Regions from separate parts of the Zea mays genome. Here region 2 is linked to region 1. A link is a contact called in public Hi-C data. All regions are on one chromosome and are shown on one strand. The core of a region is the stretch at or near the end of the contact, and the rest is flanking DNA. Distances in the headings are between cores, read along the strand shown.

What was found. Hi-C and Micro-C count contacts between places; a contact is called where the count stands out from the background.
Region 2: a Hi-C map of ear shows a contact between it and region 1, with 2.8 times the contacts expected there. The contact joins two enhancer-like sites. A contact is called at or near these places in 4 of 25 Hi-C or Micro-C datasets (ear, leaf and tassel).

The regions. Positions count from the first base shown.
Region 1 is chr2:189,962,970-189,966,271 of Zm-B73-REFERENCE-NAM-5.0, reverse strand. No RefSeq gene overlaps it. Among protein-coding and RNA genes, the nearest start is that of LOC100502517, 47 kb to the left of the region's middle. Within about 2 kb of position 1,806, at least 10 of the 20 cell types and tissues checked have an H3K27ac peak or open chromatin away from gene starts, as enhancers often do. A contact at or near this core is called in ear and tassel, where this site is marked.
Region 2 is chr2:190,114,999-190,118,335 of Zm-B73-REFERENCE-NAM-5.0, reverse strand. No RefSeq gene overlaps it. Among protein-coding and RNA genes, the nearest start is that of LOC100283853, 22 kb to the left of the region's middle. Within about 2 kb of position 1,590, at least 17 of the 20 cell types and tissues checked have an H3K27ac peak or open chromatin away from gene starts, as enhancers often do. A contact at or near this core is called in ear and tassel, where this site is marked.

The DNA of each region.
Region 1 (3,302 bases), core at 557-3,056:
CAAGTTAACACAGCTCGACGCCATAAGCTATGGCGCTGAGGTACGTGCTGCGCTGGTATAACCCGGACGCCGTGGCGCCGACGTGGCACCGAGCCTGGCGCCATAGATCTTGTCCCCGAGTTCGGTTGTGTTACCACAAAACCTGTCTAGCCTAGTCGGTAGAGTGTAAGACTCTTAACTTTATGGTCGTGGGTTTGAGCCCCACGGTGGGCGTTCAATACTTTTTGTCTTTGTCACTGATTTTTTTTCCAGATTTTTCGTTTATGTCGCTTATTTGTCTGTTCAAATTTTTTATCTTTGTCACTGATTTTTTTTCTAGATTTTTCGTTTATATCGTTGATTTGTCTGTTCAGTTTTTTTTGTTTTTATGACTGATTTATTTATTCGTCCAGATATTTTTTATTTTTGTTTTTGTTTTTGTGACTGATTTGCCTCTTTCTACCGTACTGAATAAATGTCATCAGATTTATCATACAATACATCTTCGTCTCGTTCGAGTTCAGAATTTTTTGTTTTGTCCGTTTTCTTGTAGACTAGGCCGAGTCTTTTTTTCCTACAACACGGCACAAAGAGAAAAGTGGAAATCAGAAAATAAAAAAACATGAAAATGTAGCAGAGTATGCATGGCGAGGACGAAGAGGCTGTCTGGCTCATCACTTTTTAAGGGGGAAAAAGCATCGTCGATTTTGTGACTGATTTTTTAGAGGCTTTGCTTGGCAACAAAAAAAATCTGTGACAAAAAGACAAAAAGTATTGATTTTTTTAGAGGTAGCAGAGTATCCATACACATAAACTGATTTGTAACTGATTTTTAGCGACATAAACGAAAAATCTAGACAACAAAAAAATTTAGTGACAAAGACAAAAAGTATTGAACACACACCATGGGGTTTGAACCCAAAACCACAAGGTTAAGAGCCTTGCGCTCTACCAACTAGTCTAGATAAACTTTGTGGTTACATAACCGAGCTCGGCACCGAGCTCGGTGCCACGTCGACGTCACGACGTTCGGGTTGTGCCAGCGCAGCACGTACCTCGGCGTCATAGACTATGGCGCAGCTCGGCGCCATAGTCTATGGCGCCGAGAAAAGAGTCCAAAATGATATTAAATTTTTTTAGGGTTCAAACGTGATTTTTTTCTCCGAGAAAGGGCTAAAATGCAAAAAAACTCGGGCAGATGAGCAGAAGGGCCACCTCATCAAGACATCAACAGTGAGCCATAGCCGTCTGTTCTATTAAGGGGGTGTTTGGTTCTGTGGACTAAAGTTTAGCCCGGGTCACATCAAGCGTTTGACTTTTAAATAGGAGTATGAAATATAAACCCAACCAACTATACTAGATTCGTCTCACTTTTTAATCTTCGGCTGAGAAATTAGTTTTATAATCCGACTACATTTAATACCCCGAACGGAGGTTCAAACATTCGATGTGATAGATGCTAAATTTTAGCAGGGGCAAACCAAACACCCCCTAAGTCTGAGCACTGAAATACCGGGCAGAGTAGCCGAGTAGGTCAGTAGGTGCCTAGCTAGCTAGCTAGCTCGTGCTCGTCCCCAAAGAATAGAGTGCGTCGTCGCTTGGCTCTTCGTATTAAAGTTTAATTGAGTTGTTCGTTTGGTTTTAATTGGTTTGGCTTCTATTATTTTTTACAATATTTGTCTTTATAGATTGTAGTTACTAATAGCCTAAACAGCGGCTTTGATTCGAAGCAAACAACCCGGCGTGCAGGACAGCCGTACCAAGTACCAAATAGGGTTTGGAGTTGAAGTTAGAGCCATGGCTAGTCGAGCCGTGAAACTGTGCGAGCTGACGCATCACCGGTCCAGTTCGTCACAGAGAGACAGGGAGATATAGCGGTTGGCCCATGGTACCAGTCAATAGTTTGGTCGTAGTCCTCCTTGGGCCGATTTCTTGACCTATTTTCGTGAATTATATGACTTGACTTCGGTCTTCGTTTATTTATTGGGGCATGCTAATTCCCAGAGTAACTTAGGGTGATTGCATCGCTTAGCTAGCAACGAGTAGTAACGGAGCTAATAATAAAATATAAGCGGCCAAATAATCTTTATTCATCTGATTTTCTAGTTTTTCTACTTGGTGATAACTCCATCATCAATGGTTGTTAAATTCTGAAAACTAAAATTCATATGTACATGAAGTACATAATATTATAACTGAAGACTTAGTATGCTTCTTCTTGCTCTAAAAATCAGCAGAGTACAACTTTACAGCTATTGCAAACATCATCAATTTTCAATAAACTGAATGAATCTTTAGGATCCAAAGAAATACGTAATGTTATAAGCTTTTGTGGCTTGTCAATTGAACCTTTAGTTCAGCTCTAGTGCTTGTTGATCAATGAAAATATCGTATTTATAGTGATGCTCGACCATTATCTGATTCCTTGTACAAGATCTAATGTTAGTATGGATATAAGTCAGCCATATTAATTTAGACCTAGTTTTTGTAGCAGATGCAGATGCCTCTATTGTGCCATGGTTTCGGTGGCTGACGCCGCTAGCACTCTGTCTACTGTTTCGCATCATCGCCTTCTCAGGACTGTAGTTGTGGTGGAGGGCAAGTAAAGTGTTCAGCGGTAGCGGCAGCAGCCTAGGTAGACGACAAGACGAATCACAAAAAGATTAGGTTCAGAGACCAGCCTCCTGCAACAAATTAGGTTTGACGTAGCTTTTGGCGGCTGCTGTACATGTGTCAATCCGTTAATGGGCCATCCAATGAATATTTTATCTTACATTATTTTCTCTCTTTTAGGCTTTGGGTGGCATAATAATACAACTGAGTTTTGGGTCATATATTACCAAACACTGCATATATATAGGGTACCCAGGAACGGGATACCCGGAATAGGCCCATAACCTCTTAACCGACCAAGTCCCCGCCGAGCTAGTATGAGAGGCAAAGATCCAAGTTCAGCGCTACGAGCCCACGCTGGCTGTGACAAGACGCATCATCCCCAAGCCGCGACCGAACATATGTGCAGCAGACCGAGGGCGCACTGGGAGGTCGCTATCAACATGATTGCACATCCCCACATACGGTCCCGGGTGCGCCCCCACTGCCCCGAGGGGCCAGTCAACCCTGTCCATGGGGGATCTCAACACTGGACCTTCTACAGTGACCCGTATACTAGATAGTATGCAGTAGATACATCATACCTTATGTACGCCTACGCATGCCGGTAAGTGATGCGAGCTCGTGATGACAGGCGAGACCGAATGACGCACGACTGCACTACATGACTGACCCGCAGGATCCACCGCACGCTACTATAAAGATGTCAG
Region 2 (3,337 bases), core at 341-2,840, 150 kb before region 1:
ATACCTTAACTTGTGATTTGCACTTTGATCATCCTTGGGCATATTTTCACATTTAAGCACTTGTGTTTGCACTCAATCACCAAAATACTTAGAAATGGCCCAAAGGCACATTTCCCTTTCACCCGGGGACAGGGAGGCCGGTGATCTCCTGCACCATGCGTTGGAGTTGGCGGGGTGGACCGTGATGTAGGTGGTCAGCGGGCACCGCGACGGGCGCGACTTGCGCCTGGTGACGCGGCCCCTCTAGGTTCCGCCAGGGCCCGGGCAGGCGGCTGGTCGGGCTCGCTGGATGCCTGCGCAGGAGCGTCGTGGCCGCTGGACAGGAGCTCGGAGGCAGAGGAGGTGAGGAGGACGGGGTGGATGGGGAGGAGTAGGCGTGGGCGGGCGCCATGGAGGCGCCGAGCGCGGAGGAGAGGCAGCCGGGGGGCGAGATGTAATAGTGCGAGCTGGAGGTGATGGCGGCGCCGGCGTTGTCGGAGCGGAGGGTGTCGAGGAAGAGCCGTAGCGCGGAGGCGGGGAGCGCGGCGGCTGCCGAGGAATAGGGGGAGAAGGCAAGGCGGCGGAGCGCATGGAGGGAGGTGAGTGGGAGCGGACTTCACCCAGGTCGACGCGTTGAAACGAATGAAAAGCTCGCGTCCGAGGATGCCCACGCGTCGCCGCGTCGGCACGCGCGAGCGCGGTGCAGCCCCGAAAACGCGGAGGGGGCCGCGCAGAGGGAGGTGAATGGTAGCGGACTTCACCCAGCCCGACGCGTTGAAACGAATGAAAGCTCGCGTCCGAGAACACCGACGTGTCGGCACGCGCGAGCGCGCAGCCCCGGAAACGCGGAGGAGGCTTGAATCCCTAGCGTCTTTTAACAAGAAGTAATATCCGTCTCCAACCGACCCAGACACCCAGTGCTGTACACGGAAGCAGGCAGACAGGAACGCTATCTTGTTCCGTCAGAGCAAAACCTGGCCCAAATGAGGGACGGTCCTAGATCGCTAGAAATTAAACAGTAGCCGGTCTTTCAGCTCATATAGATAGATCTGATTTTAGCTACCAAGTGTGCGCACGCACCGTCTGTTCGCAAGGGGAGAAAGGTGAAAGTGCACCATTATGTTCTTCTTCGGTGGCTTTGCCATCTTGTTACTGCCCCCCCCCCCCCCCCCCCCCCCCCCCCCGGTGTGTGGCTCGAAATGATCTCTCTCTCTCTCTCTTAAAAAAAGGTGGATGGATAACCGCGGCACTGTTCCTGAAAGACGCCCCCCCTCGTCCCATTTCCTCAAAGCATCAGCGCCCTGCATCAATATGAGATTCTTCTGCCAGTCCTCTCCTCCCGAGTCTTGACCCTCAGAGCTTTCTCTCCATCTCCCGCTGCAGCGGGCCGCTTTGGCGGAGCGGTCAGCGGGTGGGCGGTGGCATGTGTTCGTCAGAGGCAGAGCGAGCGAGGAAAGCGAGACGAACGGAACGGAGCGGAGCGGAACGGAGAAGAAGCGACCGACGAACGAAGATGCCTGCAACTTTGAACGAACCCTGAAAGAACCCCCCCACCCCATGCGCTGGTGTCTTTCATTCTCAGCAGACATGTTCAACGCATGCCGGGAGGGGTCAGGTCAGGTCACCACCCGTGGGGGCCGGCGCGCCCGCGCAAAAGCTGTCGCCCATCACATGCCACTCACCACCGCGCCGCATCCGTCCATGGATCCGCCTGCCTGCGCACAACATGGCATGAGGGAGGGTCAGGGGAGGGATGCCAGCGCAGGGGGCTTCCTTTTCTTGGCTTCTCTTCTTTCCATTCTGCTCCATCAAAAGAAGCCCTCTTTTTGCGCCGGGCCTTTGCACCCCCCCCCCCCCCCCCCCCCCCCCCTAAAGCACGGGAGATTTTAATGGTTCAATCACAGGGTCGTCGGACGGCGCGACGAGACGAGATCTCTCCGGGGGCAGGAGCTGCGCCGGGAGCATGCTTGCTGCTAGCTGCTCATCATCCCTACTATGATAGTGCGCGGTTGCTCACACGTCAGGAGGGGCCGCCGCCCGTGCCGTGCTGCCGGTAACCTGAACTTTAAATCGTTTGTCTCAACCAAATAACCTGAACTTGCATCTTTTTTTTTGTGAATGCATGGAGTATATCGAGTACTGTTGGCAAGAGGATTGACGACCCTGTGCGTCTATTAACTCAAGCTATGACGCGCACTGACCTACAGTAGCTAGAACAATTTAGAGAAGTTATTAGAATTGAATTCACAGAAGCCAAAATCATATTGCGACGACTCTTTGTTGTTCTGGTTCCTTGCTAGTTGCTACAGAACTCAGACAAGTTAGAACGGGTGAAGAAGAAAAAAAAAGTAGTTCTACCTCCTCTTAATTCATTTATCAGGGACCTAATTATGGATCGATGATTGGTGGATGGGCCTGCCTCGGCAAGTCAGCACAATTTTTCTTCAATTAGATCAACCTTCTAATAAAAATTTCGGCAACTCTCCTGCCGTTTTTTTTTTAAAAAAAATAGACAAGTCCAATTGATTTTACTTTATTTTTTTCTGATATTTTCTTCACTTACTTCGGCCCAAGTTGAGCAGGATTCGGTCCGTCTAAGGGCGAGAGTAGTTTGACCCAGCAAGCAGCTGAACAAACGCTTTTCAGCAAGTTTGCATATTATTTCCCTATATTAGGAGCACAAACTTTATTCGACTTATACAAAAGTTACTGATTTATGAGCTGTTATGGTTTGTTTTATAGGTATAGTTTTCTTTTTGTTTCATGTGTTTTTCATGATTTACTCTATATCTCTAGCCGAAAGGCCCAATTTTTCTTAATTAAATATGTCTGTTATACAATATGAACCGCAGGGCCGTGGAAGGCCCAACCTTACTTTAGACGTCCATTGAAACCCCGAGCGCGCGATTTGCTCCAGGAGAATTTGTGTGAATCCTAGAAAATCTCATTTATCACCTGATCATTGTCGAGCGGATATCATATCATATCATACAACACGAAACACGGGTACCCATTTTAGGACTAGTTTAGGAACAGGGCCGAGCCAGAAAAACCTGTGGCCCTGTAAAAAAAACTAAAAGAAAACCTATAGAATAATATAACTCTTAATAACAATACTAAGTTAAATTTTAATTTTTTTGTTTCTTCTTATGCTTTTGATAATCTGATGTCTTGTAAACAATAACAAATTACTAGAGCCTAGAGCTAAACTCCTACACACATTAGATGAATTATGAATAGATGATCTTGAGCAATTACCTGCTTCTCTCGCCTTGATGAGTGCCTTAGTGTTGTACTTCTTGGTGCTGTGTAGTGCAAATTAGGTCGTAGGGGCATTTAGGTAGGGGCCGGCAAGCAG